Regions from separate parts of the Mus musculus genome. Here region 1 is linked to region 2. The links are chromatin contacts, called in public Hi-C maps. All regions are on one chromosome and are shown on one strand. Each heading gives the region's core, a stretch centred on a gene start, on an enhancer-like site or on the middle of the called end of the contact. The rest is flanking DNA. Distances are from core to core; before and after follow the strand shown. Region 1 overlaps Exoc4 (exocyst complex component 4). Region 2 has its middle 68 kb from the start of Gm31894.

The links. A called contact is a pair of places that touch in the nucleus more often than the background predicts.
Region 1: a Hi-C map of cortical neurons shows a contact between it and region 2, with 4 times the contacts expected there. The contact joins two enhancer-like sites. A contact is called at or near these places in 1 of 15 datasets of contacts at CTCF or cohesin (large pre-B cells) and 8 of 484 Hi-C or Micro-C datasets (the N1E-115 cell line, cerebellum, cerebral cortex and 3 more).

The regions. Positions count from the first base shown.
Region 1 is chr6:33,401,891-33,408,424 of GRCm38.p6, forward strand. All of the region lies in intron 7 of Exoc4 (exocyst complex component 4), which reads left to right. Among named protein-coding and RNA genes, the nearest start is that of Gm38785, 38 kb to the right of the region's middle. Within about 2 kb of position 3,876, at least 9 of the 459 cell types and tissues checked have an H3K27ac peak or open chromatin away from gene starts, as enhancers often do. A contact at or near this core is called in cortical neurons, where this site is marked.
Region 2 is chr6:31,946,618-31,953,831 of GRCm38.p6, forward strand. No RefSeq gene overlaps it. Among named protein-coding and RNA genes, the nearest start is that of Gm31894, 68 kb to the right of the region's middle. Within about 2 kb of position 1,709, at least 18 of the 459 cell types and tissues checked have an H3K27ac peak or open chromatin away from gene starts, as enhancers often do. A contact at or near this core is called in cortical neurons, where this site is marked.

The sequences.
Region 1 (6,534 bases), core at 2,626-5,125, 1.5 Mb after region 2:
CTTCACTTGCCAACAACGCCAAAGGAAGTAACCCTTCATTGCATTGGCTTTTTAATTTGGCATCTTGTGATGTCTAATAGATGCTTTGTTGCCCTGATAAAGGGTAATTCCATTCAAACTGTTTTTATATGTGTGTTTAATTTATTCTTTTATTTACACATTTACCTATCTACTTAGTGTATGTACACAGTAAATGACATGTGTGTCATAGCACATGAGGTGAGAGGACTACTTGGAGGAAATGGCTCCTTCCTTCAGCTCTGGGTTATGGGGCCAAAGTCAGGTTGGCAGCTTTGTTGGTGAGTGCCTTTATCTACTGAGCCATCCCATGGAACTTTGCATTTAACTTTTTGAAGAAACTACCTGTTTCTTAAGTTAGCCCTACTATTTTATATTCTTTCCATTTTGTTCATATTATTTGAAATCTGAAAGACATATTACAGAAAAATGATTTTTTAAACCAGTCTCCTTGGACCTCATGCATGGTAGATTGAATTATTATGTGAAGCTCTGGAAAGTCATGGGATTTTAGAGCTAAAGAGTTGTGACAAGTCCGTCTTTCTAGTCTTGTGCATTTTGTTTGCTGTATTTGCTCTGTCTAGTGCGGTGCTGTAAATAGTAGGTGCTTAGTACATGTTTCTCAATTAGTGAATCCAGTTACTCTGCCATACCTCCTCCATAAAGGGAAATAGTGCCTAGAGAAGTGAGGTGACGTCCTAACAGTCATTCAGAGGCTAAAGGGCCACGCAGTCTACCATTCTCTTCCCCCTGTCTTTGCCTTTAGTCAGTGTTAGCTCCCGGTTCTTCCTGACCCCTTGGTCTTTGATGACCTGGTACAAGGCTGCATGATTGTTTTCTAGCTGTGTTTTGAGGCCTTATTGACATTTAATGAGTGGTCTTGTTCTCATGAAGTCATTTGCATGTTTACTGCTGAGTCCAGAAACATAAAAAGCGAGAAACATTTAAATAACTGCATTTTATCTAAGAAAGATAAATTACAGTTAACCATCAATATATAGATAACTTTCAGAGCTGCCAAGATTATTAGACTGTAGAACACAAAAAATTTGTGCCTTCCCTTGTGAGTCACTTCTCTTAAAAAAAAAAAAAAAGACAAACCAACAACAAAAACAACAAAAAACCCCCAAAAAACCTCTCAACTAATGATCTGAAAGAAAGACAGGTTAATCCAAGCCTGTTCTTTACTAGTATTTGTTCCTAATCACCCCATGGACACAGTAATCTATCTTTTCAGCCTTTCCCCCTCATTCTCTCTTCCAGAGTAACATATGTGTAAATTAACTGTAGCACAGTGCAAGTATCACCCTGTGTGGGAGAAGTGGTCTTTGAACCACATTTGTATGTTAAGTGGAGGTTCGTGCTAGAACGATATATTATAGACTGGATGTTCAGTGAAGTTAAGATTTCACTGTGTAGAAGCTGTGCTAGAAATTTGGAGCCTTGGCGTACAATGAACATATATTTCAGTTACTTTTTATGAAGATTTATGAGATATGGAAAGAAATAGGCATTCCAGTTTCTTTAGTTAAAATTCATTTTGAAGGTATGTAGAGTTCCCAATTTTTTAGGTGACTTTTAACTAGTCAGTAATACTGATATCAAAGTAACAGTCTTTAAAGTTCCCTAAATTCTGGTTATACTTTTTCCAAATTTGTGGGATGCATCCAAAAGAGGATCATAAATCTATTTATATTATAATTGTATTCTTAATCTATTCCATTCATGTTGTATGTGGGTTGACTGTGGGTTGACTGTGGGAGAATATAAAAGAATTATTTGCTTTTCTTATTGTGTGAAATGGGGCATCGTTGTACAGACAGCATGGTGTTATAATGAAAACAAATTCCCATGGGCTTTTATATAGATTTACATTCAAATTCTGCCCGTGTATTTACTTGTTTAAGTCTTAGATCTTTATCAAGGTGCAGTCCCCTATTTGTACAATGTGAGTAACAATTATTTCTACTTTTTGGCAGATTTGGTGAGATGATATATGGGACACATAGTGGATATTTAGTAGTTGGTAGTGAACTGTGAGGTCTAAGGCTCATTTGATTTCATATATATATATATATACATAAATATATATGTTTATATATGTGTATATATTTATATTTGTTTTGAAGAGTATATAACTGGTTATATGGTTGACAAGTTAACTCTTAAATGTGAATAGTCAGAACATTTAAACTTTATATTATATGTTTATTTGTAGCTGCCGTAAATCTCCTTGTTAAGTGATTTCTGTGCTCTTCTGGTTTCTGCTAATGACACTACTATAGCTTACATTATCCAAATTGGAACCCTTGACACAATGTTTCTTCTCATCTATTTGTAATTCTTCTGTCTAGTGGTTGTTCGTATGCAAAACTTATATTGCATAAAATATTGTGCTGTTTTAAAGCAGACAGTTTAGGAAATACATAGAACCAAACAGTAGATTATATAGTTATTCTGATCACTCTGATTTTGTAATTAGTTGTCCTTTGTTTTCATGACTTTAACATGATCATAATTTACAATCATTTTTCTTACTTAATTTCTATTTTCTAGTGGTGTTATAATGGGCAAATTTATACAGACATTTTCCCCCATCCCTGTTGGTGTAGTGACGATAGAATTCCTTAGAATATCATTAGTGTCAGGCTGTGAGTGTAAGCCAGTAGACACCCCTGTAGTGCTGTGTCTGAGACTGTAGTATATTCAGCACATGCTTATTTTCTAACTCAGGTCCATATCTCTCTTTTATTTTCCATGGAGCCTTATGAGTCCTTGTTCCTTACTTTGGGTTTGGACATGTGCCTTTCCATGACCAATGACATGTTAACAGATTTGCTGCAGCAGAAGCTAGAAGTGTGTTTATGCTATGGCCTTGTGCTTTGTACTTCTATCAGTTGTCCTGAGTGAGCATGCTCGTAAATAGTTGCTAATTGATGGAGATGAGTGACCAGTGCTGGAGCTGACCTGTAGCTTTTTACCAAGTACAGCTGAGCCTGCCCTGCAGCTGAATTCTAGACAACCAGATTGTTGTTGTATTCTGCCCAGCATAGGGTAGTTTATACTCACTAATGTTGTGGCTGTAGCTAAGGGATACAGGATGATGGTGGTGTAAAGGTTGTTCCCTGGGTCCTGATTTTGGAGCATTGTCTTTCCATGTAAAATCAAGGTCTTTACTGTTTCAAAGCACCAATGCATCACAAAACCAGCATCAAAATAGGCCCTATTGAGAACGGAAATCTCTCACAAGGGATGAGAACAGTACAGATTTGGAAGAGGGTTTTGGTCTTCATTAGCTGATTCCCCAAGCCTGTCACTGGCAATTGTTATAGGAGATTATGGTAGTGCTTCCCTCCCCCTTGGATAAAATAGTTATATTTTCTTAGTGGTAACAAGGGAAGTGAATCCACACAGCCTCAATTATGAAAAGAGCCTATTAAAATTCCATTTTGTTTTTTTTAGAAGTAAACATATAAAGGAAGCTGGAGGAGGCCAAGCACCTTTTTAAAAATAATGATTGTCTTGGGCTAATTCTTTCACTGTGCCTTCAGCATCATTAGCTGCCAATCCTACTGTGTGGTCTCATTCGCAATCAAAACTGATTGGAAAGGAAAGGCCAGGGTGCCAGAGACTTCCCTAAAGCAAAGAACTCAGAAACCTGGCCATCGCTTAAACTGCTTACCCTCAGCAGTACTTCCATTTACTTTTCTTTCAGCTGGGGTGGGGTATTGTTCAGCGGGTATTGTAATACATATTTCAGAAGAGAATACTGGAAAAAGAAAAGGATACTTTGTGCAAGCTCGGCCTGTTCTCAGCATATCTCTTTCTTGCCCATTTCCTTGTGATCTTTCCCTTTGCTCTGAGCTCCCCCCTCTGGCATTCATGGTATATTTCCTCTTCTGTAATTGCAAATTGCAAAGCTTCCCTCCCAAATCATTTTGCAAATGCTTTAGATTGTACAATGACTGCAGGGGCAGTTTGCTAGAGAGGGAGGCAGAGGAACAACCTGCAACATTTACTTAGAGTCACTACAGAATAAAATAAACAAAACAAAACAAAACACTTCAAACCAAAAACAAAACAAAACAAAACAGAAAAACAATGTACCATTGATGTTGCTTCAAAGATCCAGCTTGTTAGAACCATTTTCCTTCCCTCCTGTGCCAGGTCTCTTGTGAGATCATGGACAGATCCATCTGGCTCTTTGCCATTGCAGTCAATCTTTATCATTATCCTGATATGTCATGCTGTCTTTCTCTCTGTCTCTCACTGTCTCACTGTCTCTGTTTGCGTGAGACTTATTTTGAGTAAATTCCTATGTTGTATTTTCTTTAAAAGATGATTGGTAATGCCCAGTTCTTTTCAATTAAAATACTGTTTTAGATTCACATTTTCAGCTTATCTCAGATTTCCACAAGAGAGAATTTTATCTTTTAAGCATAAACATTAGAACACAAGTTCTGATGGAAAATTGTATCATGTGCATTTATCTTGTTCAGTCTTTTTGTTGCAATATACCGAGAACCTTCAGATTTTTCTATTTTATTATATATTATTTTATTTAACTTTTTTTCCCCGCACAATATATTCTTTTTCGTTTGCTTATGTTTTGAGTCAGGGTTTTCCTCTGTGGCCCTGGCTCTTCTGGACCTAACTCTGTAGATCTGGCTGGTCTGTAAATCAGAATGATCTACCTGTCTCTGCATCTGAGGGATTAAAGGCATGTGCCATCACTGCCTGGACATACAATAAATTCAGATTTCTTCTCCCTCAGATTTTGCCCACTGTCTTTCCATCCAAATGTACAACTTCTTTCTTTCTGTTTAGAAAAAAAAAAGGCAAAATATGAAAAGGCAATCAAACTAAAATAAAAAACAAACACAGAAATACAAAACCCAGAAACCAAGAGAGATGCAGACACACATGCACACACATTTGCGCAGCACACACAAACACCATGAAAACATCCAGAAACCTTAGTCATTGATGGGCACCGTCTTGAACTTGGTAGTGATGCTTCTGCTGAGCTTTCCCATATTTCCCTTTGTGAGTGATGTATAGTAGGCCCAAGGCTCCTTTCAGCTACAGAGAGGCATGCATAATTTCAGAACTAACCCCCCAGGCTTCTATTTTTTTAATCTGACTTTTTCTGCTTTTCATGCCATCTGTCTTCTTTCCCCCTCCTATGCGGTTTGGTTGTAGATCATCCTATTTAGCTACTTATATTTGTCTCATAGGAGCTTTTTATGTTTTTAAGTTGCTCAACTACTGTGAGGTAAATTGCAAAGAGAGAGAACCAAGATGGTTCTCATCCAATGAATATGCGAACAGAAAACATTCTATAGTATCAAGTGTGTGAGTCACTATCCATGGACTGTGTAGCATATATAAATTTGCTCATGAGATGTTTTTTTGATTCCAGTTATTCTGAATGGTCAGGCTGCTAGCAGGAGTACTCATTGTAAACCCTTTCTTGTTAAGTTCTACTGTCTAGTCCTTTCTGCCTCTATTGAATCAGTTAAGTCTTATGTACTCTGTGGATATCCATTTCCGTGAACAGTACTCCATTATTTTATTAATTTTCAGAACTATCAAGGTTAAATATATAGATACTGTTGTTTCTTTGTAATACGATCTTAATTTTGTTGAATGGGTAAATAAATGAGCGTGGTTAGTATTTTGCCTGTTGCTCTGGTAAAATACTCTTAACAAAACCAAATTAAGGGGAAAGGGCTTATTTTGGCCCACAGTTTGAGGATACCCAGTCTGTCCTGACAGTGGGAGCTTGAAACACCTGTTCATAATTGCATCTTTGTAAAGGAAAACAAGGGAGATGAATACTGGTACTCAGCTTATTTTCTTCTTTCTATTCATTTTGGGACTCTGGCACATGGAATGGTACCATCCATAGTTAGGGTTCGTATTCTCTCTCTCTCTCTCTCTCTCTCTCTCTCTCTCTCTCTCTCTCTCTCTCTCTCTGTTTTTCGAGACAGGCTTTCTCTGTATAGCCCTGGCTGTCCTTGAACTCACTCTCTAGACCAGGCTGGCCTCGAACTCAGAAATCCACCTGCCTCTGCCTCCCGAGTGCTGGGATTAAAGGCGTGCGCCACCACGCCGAGCTAGGGTTGGTATTCTCAGGTGACCTAGTCTAGAAAATCCTTCACAAGCAGTTCAAAGCTTTTTTCTTGACTGACTCTACATCGGATGACGTTGACAGGCTGGACTGTCACAGTGAGCAGTGATGCTTTTGACACTGAAGCAGGTACTCCAACCCTTCTGTAGTTAGATATCTGATTAGAATATTTTTACATTTCATTATTTCTTGTTGATTTTTCACTACCCATTTTTGAGATCATAGAATTACTCTAGGGAAATGATTTGAGATTGTTGCTCGTATGTCACTCAATGTTTTTATTCTCACTTTTGAGGCAGGGAGTCTCTACAGAGTATAGTCTGCCTATGTTCAGACTTTTTTTTGCCACCTCAGCCGACCACCCCGATATTGAAATTATAGGT
Region 2 (7,214 bases), core at 459-2,958:
TCCTATAAACCTGAGCCAGTTCTAAAAGCACACATGTGTGTACACGGGCACACCCTCACCCTGTTGATTGTACTTCTCTGAGAACCGGGATGAACCTGTTGAAACCATGACTATGACATGGTTATCCCCCATGACAGTGCCTTGGCTGGGTTCCAAGTGTGGTGACAGTGACAGTGGAGATGGGCAATGAGGTCAGCCTGAGAACACACACATTTTCTGAGCCCATGTCATCTGGACATGCTAGGTTGGGTGGACTAAGTAGGGAGTGGTCTGATGGAATGGATCCAAGGCTGAGGGTCAAAGACCGAAGTTCAGGCCCTGGTGATGCCTTCCCTCTACTCGTCTGTAAAATGGGAGGCATTCTGAGAACCATAAGCATAATCGATTAAGACCGGAAATTTAGAGCATTTGGGAAGTAGTGGCCACACTTCATTTGATGTCTAAGAGTTTTTAAAATATAGATTAATCTTTTGAACTATGCCTCTGGAGCAGTTGTAAGTTTCTCTCCAAAAGAATTTTGGAGAAAATGTGCCCAGTGGGTGGAGAGAGGCGTGACTTTCTTTTCACCCAGTGATGCTGTAGTACAGCCAAACAGAAAGACAGAGACCTCGAGGATCTTTGTCAGAACCAGTTAAAAATGCTACCTATTCAAAGGAAGTCTGCCAGAGACTCTGATATGTGGGTGATGAATTTGTCATTAGGCAGCTATGGGCAAGCAGAAAATCACAGAGCCAGTCTGATTGTGGGGAGCTGAAGGGGTGGATAATCTCATAAGTGGGAATGCTTATATGATGCTTACATGGGTAAACAGTGGACTCAGAGCGCCCTGTGCCCTCATTCCATATGCTGCCTGTAGGGTCCTTGGGTCCTTGGGTCCTGTCTTTTAGGCTGCCCTAAGAGCTTGTATGGCCAAAGCCCAGCATGTCCTGTCTGTTGCTGCATACTGTTTAATGAACAGGTCAATGGAATCTCAGGGACAGTCTGTCCACAGGTCACCATATACAGTGGTCACATGGCTGTGTGTACTACATCAGCGGCTCCTTGAGAACCTGGTGGAGGAAAGAGATTGATGTAAAATAAGAGGAAAGGAGAAAAAGGAACCAGAGGGGGAAAGTAGGCCTCCATTAAATAAAGAAATTCATAAAGGAATGTCTATCCTCCACGCGTGAGCAATTTCTGCTTGAGGAGATGGGACACACACTGAATTAGCCGTTCACTCTGTCAAAATATGAGGAACTTCATTCTGTGCCGTCCGCAACTGAAGAGTCAACAGCAGGCCTGCCTGTGTGTCCCAAGAGGTGGCTCTGAGGAGCAAGCCTGTGGGTGCAAGGACAGGGGAGCCCAAGTCTGCCCTGGATGGGGTGCAGTGTGGTTGGGTGAATGAAGGCTAACTCTGGAGTGGTAGAGGCTGCAATTGTCTCCAGAGTGGGGGGTGACTGTGTTCTGAGCTCAGAACACCCTGACAGACAAACCGAGAGGAGGGAGTGCCCCAGGATCCAACTGAGATTGACACCTCAGATCCTGCCCATCTCAAGCTGTCAAGGCCTCCTTCCTTAGAGCACATTGGGCCGGCACAGTCTTGCATTAATTTAGAGCTAATTGTCAGGTAATGAATTCGATTTGGCTCGGTGTCCTGAAATCCCTTCTGCTCCCAGCTGAACACCAGTAAATCATTTGCATCACAAATCTCCTCTTCCCTGGATGCTCAGCACACCCAAGCTGTCCTGCAGTCCCTTCCTGCCTCCTGAAGCTCCCCACTCTGGAAAAATCACTGTACTTCCTCCTTTGAGTTTCAAAGCTGAAATGCATGCAAGACAACTGACTTTGGGGAAGTGTGTTTCTGAAAAGTCTGGAACAATGGACCTCTCAAGGTGCAGTCTCCTGAGCAGCAGGCATTCTGGAAGCCATTGAGATGTGCACATACACTGAACTGAATCAGAAACCTGGGGCAGGACCAGGCATTCCACGTTTGAACCAGCTCTCGGGTGCCCTGACACAGAGCCAAGCACTGGAACTCTTGGTTTGTGTAGTGGTTTAAATGACAACACCCCTCTCAGGCTCACATATTTTGATAGTTGGTGCTGGTGATATTTGAGGGAGTTAGTCGGTGGTGTGGCCTTGCTAAGGGAGAGCTTCAGGGCTGGCCAGCTTCAGGGATCTATAGCCTTGGTCCATTTCCGGTTTGCTCCCTGCTCTGTGGTTGATCGCACAGCTTCCTGCTCCAGTTGCCACATCGGCTGCTTGCTACCATGGCTCCCTGTCAGGATAGACTCATCTCCCTCTGGAACCATAAGTGCAAATAAACACTTCCTTCTGTCAGTTGCTCTTGGCCATGGAACTTTACCACTAGAACAGAAAAGTAACTGATGTGTGCTGGCTAGAACCATTCAGCCTGGAGCAGACTTGCATGGATTTAAAGCTAATGTTGAATTGTTAAGAACAGATTCAACAGAACTTCCTTCAGCTCGGTATTTCTTCTCAGTGTAAAGCCAGCTTCCCTCAGAAGTTTCTGGATATTTATTAAAACTTCTGACTTAATTATTCTTCTATTTCCATGTTAGCTAGAATCAGGTTCAGGCAAGTGCGAGAAACTTAATATAAAAATGGACAAAAAAAAATCTATAAATGGTTTAAGCAAGACATGTTCTCATATTTGTAGTGTAGAGTGAGTGTGGAAGGTCTGAAATTAGTGTTGTGGATGGAATGCAGAAAAGGGACTTTGGTGGGGCTAGGGGGCATGATGGTTGGTTTCAATCATTCTGATTATCTAAATTGATGTGGGAAGACCCACCCTCCAAATGTGGGTGGCGCCCTAGTTCTGATACTAGTGAAGATAAGTCAACTTGGTCAAGCAAGCAGAAGACAGGGCAAGATTATTTGTCGTTTGCTTGCTTGGCCAAGTTGATTTATCTTCACTGGCATCAGAACCGCTGTTCCCAGGCACCAGCACTGACGAAGGACTACTGGTTCTCCAGGAGTCCTCCAGGTTTTCAGTGCCTCAGAGGGACTGCTGAAGTGCCTAGCTTCATGGACAGAGCACCTATCGGCCTCTCAGCCTCTTCAGTATGAGGCAGCCACTGGGTATTAAAATAATTTATTAAATCAGATTATGTTGAAATAGAAGCAGTGGCTGTCTCACATCTGAGAGGCTGAGACCTAGAAGTTACAAAGTCCTTGATGCTGGGTGCTAAGCACCGGGACTACTCTTTTAACACACACACACACACACACACACACACACACACACACACACACACACAGAGAGAGAGAGAGAGAGAGAGAGAGAGAGAGAGAGAGAGAGAGAGAGAGAGAGAGAGAGAGACTGACTACTATGGGACAGAAGAGAAGAGGGAGAGCACAAAGGGCAGGAAAGCATGATTTTCTTTGTCACAATCACTTTCCCTAGGAGGTCCAGACTCTGTCAGCCCCATGTAGCAAGCTGGGGTGTCCCTGACCCCACTAACTCAGGACACTTTGCTTCGGTGGTGGTCGGCTGTGACCTCCTCACTTGTGAATTCCCATTGTCTGGAACTCACTAGGTACTTGTGAAGTTAAATTTAATCAATTACCTTACAATTATCTCATATGTAATTTGTCAATCATAGACCAGGTTCTGGGAGGATGGATACTGGTGCTGTGTAAGGAGGTTCTCATCTTCTCCGAGAGCGAGAGTGAGAGAGAGAGAGAGAGAGAGAGAGAGAGAGAGAGAGAGAGAGGGAGGGAGAGAGAGAGAATGCACATTGGCTTGTAGAATAAGCCCTCTGAGATAAATGACTCAGCCCAGACCACTGGCATCTGTATTTTTAGGGGCAACTCCCAGCATCTGGAGCTGGTAGACAGTAGTGTGGGATGCTGTTTGGATTTGGTTAGGGGTGAGAAAACAGGCAAGGGAAGACAGAGTAGTAGGAGCAGGGACAATAATCCAACAATCTGCTGGGAGTTACAGGGGTGAGAGGAGAAGGGAGTTACACTATAAGAACGGAATGGTGTATAACCAGGCAGGCATTTTGACGCTTTAAGAAATGGGAGCCTTCTCCATGCAGGAGTTAACAAGGTGTGCCTATGTCAGGAGCAGAGATGTGAGTCCTGGAAATGGGGAAGACACTGGCAGGAGAGACAACTTCCCCACTGCCTTTCTCCATATGTGTCTAACCTCTTCAAGTGCTTAGCAGCACGCACTATGCCCATATGTGAGCCATAGGGATTTATTGGCTCACTCTCCCATTTTCTTGCAACCATTTTGCTGGTACCTACTGTGTCCCAGTTAGTGATAGGGCAAAGATTGTAGAAAGGGCACAATCAGAGATTCCTGGCCCCAGAGGTCTCTGCTATGGAGGACATGAACCTACAAAGCCAACCTTATATTTGTGCATCACCACATTAAAAATTGTTCTGTTATACACTAGTTTATGATCTCTGGTCCTCAACGCTCATACTGAAGGGGCTAACGGGTGAGCAAGGAAGAGGGTTCTGCAGGGGGAGGTGTATAGGTTGTCAGGCCAACCATGTGAGATTGCTTCTGGTGCCCTCCAGGGCCTGTGGGGCACACCCACCAACTCCTTCCTACCTCTGCTAGCTGCAGCTGTCTTATCCCACAGGCTCAGGGCAAGGGCCTCCTGGGAGTCTCCATTCTCTCTCAGCCTCAGTAATCCTATCAACACCAGGGATATGCTTAATGCCAGTCTCAAGTGGTGGAGCCCACTGACTCTTGCCCTCTCTGAGTTCCATGTATGTCTCCTCTAGGCCTGGTTCCTGGATAAGGAAAGTATGAACGAGCACAGAAAGATGCCCAGAACGTCTCAGGCTCAGACAAGAAATGCCTGCAACAGCTCTGGGTGAGGCTCTTAGGTGGGGTGGATCCAGTGGTCAGGGTGGCTCTACTTTCTTCTTCAAAGCAGTCAGACAAATGCTTGTCAGAAATCACTTGCTCCAGAACCCAGTGGTTCTGAGCAGGGATGAAAGTGTTAGGGATGGCTGCATATGTCCTACAGGCTGGTCTGGCCATTTTCATCACTCCATTCAATCATTGAGACTTTTAGTCTCTGTCCCCTATCCTGCTTGAGGAAATCTGGAATGAGGGCTCAGAGTAGGAATGGATTTCCTCCACCAATACCATCAGGGAACAAAGCTGCTTCCCAAGTTCACTGGAACCCTGGAGGCTGGGACCCGAGCCCATCTTCCCCTTTGGAAGCCGGTATCTATTCTCCATAGCATTACTGTTAAATGGAGATGAAAACTATGCTTTCCCTAGTTTCCCCTGGGTTCCTGCGCTTCTGAGTACCCCTTCTGCAGTGGCCATCTCTGTTTCTGGAACTTTCTCAATGGAGCCCTTACAGAAGGCTTTCTCTTTTCTATACCTAGCAACATAAAATATTGCAGCGCAATCACAGACCCCTGCAGATCCACCAAGGGGACTCATTTAAGTTGGCACTGGTTTTGCTAACCTCCTGCTGAAATATTTGCCAACCTGGCCAAGGCTTTGAGCTGCTTGGGCCAAGGAACACCTGTGCCATTTCATGATACCCTTGAATAGCTAGAAATTCCAGAGGCTGTAGAGATTAGAAATTTCAGGACTGGTTCTGTCAGCCTGGACTTTGGGATAAAAGCATGGCAATATTTCATGTGTCCCAATACTTTAATTACAGGCTGTGTCCCTGTTCTTTCTAACAGTTGAGGTCAAAGTCTGGGCAGAAATGCCCAGCCCAGAGTCCTGGCATTTGAGACAAGAGACTCCACAAGGCCAGGGTGTTTGCCTGGCTTTCTGAATATTGTCTGCAAAGTACAGTACTGGGTGGCTTCTTGTGGTTCTCATGAGGTAAGCCAGGCAAGGGACCTTCTTGTCTAGTGGTATGAAGACATGTAGCTTCCAAAACCATGTATACCTGTAGAAAAGCCTGCAGTCTTTCCTCTCTCACCCTCTCAGCTTATTATAGCTGCTTTCCCACTCAGGACCTAGCCTCTCACTGACTGCTCACTCCTAGGAATAGATTTGTGTAAGTAGTGCCTCTGGCATTTGGCAAAGAAAAGATCCTGATGTGGACAAAGTCCACAACTCCCTGTTCTGCCCACTGATTCATTTCATTGTCCATCTTTGGCCCTGGAGCCTCATTGCTACCACCAACTGGCTGTCCTCTTCTCATGGGATACCTGCTTTCCCTCCTGCCTCCCAGAATTCCCCTACACTGCTGGTCCTTTGTCAAGTGTGATGGTTGTGAACTTGACAGCATGTGGAATTAGCTACAACCCAAGCAGCTGGGTATACCTGTGGAAGGTTTTTCTTATTTAAATAATTTGAATAATTTAATCCAGATCTTCTGAGGTAAGGTCTACTAATCTGGGTCACACCTATATAAAAGACATGGAAGACATGCTGTTTGCCTGCTTGCCCTCATTCTCACTGGCAACCATCCCTTCATTGGCATTAGAGCCTATTTCTTTGGGATTCTGGTGCATATGGGAGACAAGGTGAGATATCCAACCTTGTGGACTGAAAGACTACTGGTTTCTTGGACCTTCTGTTGGTAGACAACCTGTAAGCCACTCTAAAAAAAATCACTATATGTATATATATATATATATATATATATATATATATACATATATATATATACATATATATATAGTGTATATATGTATAGTGTATATTGTATATATATATTGTGTGTATATATATATATATTTACACACACACACACACACACACATAGTGACTAATATATCAAGTATCACAAACCCTGTTTCTCCATACACTCAACTTAAATCCTGTTAGATACTAGAGCTCAGACAAAGTGATCTAAGGAGTAGAGATGATTTGGCAGGAGGCAGTGGATAAATGGACTGATGCAGTGTGGGTACTGGTTCCTGTGTGGCTACTCAGTAGCCTCATTTGTAACCACTTCTGTCTTGTGTTTCCATTGTTATATCTGTCCCTTCTCCCCGACTTCAGAAGCTCTGGGTAACATTGGCTAGTTTTGAGACTGTGATTACATGAGAACACCTTCATGGCATTTTAAAGGGGCATCTGAATCTGTGGTTGAAAAATAAGCCAGAGAGTAGAGCGTATGTGCTCATGCCTACGGGTTGTCTTTGTCTCCATTATCCCAGACAGGCAGTGGCACTCCCCAATTAGAGTAGCTGGGCCAAGAATGTCTAAGTTTGAACTGGGCTCTGTTGCTCAGTGGCTGTGTGATTATATGCAAGTTCTTATCCTCTCT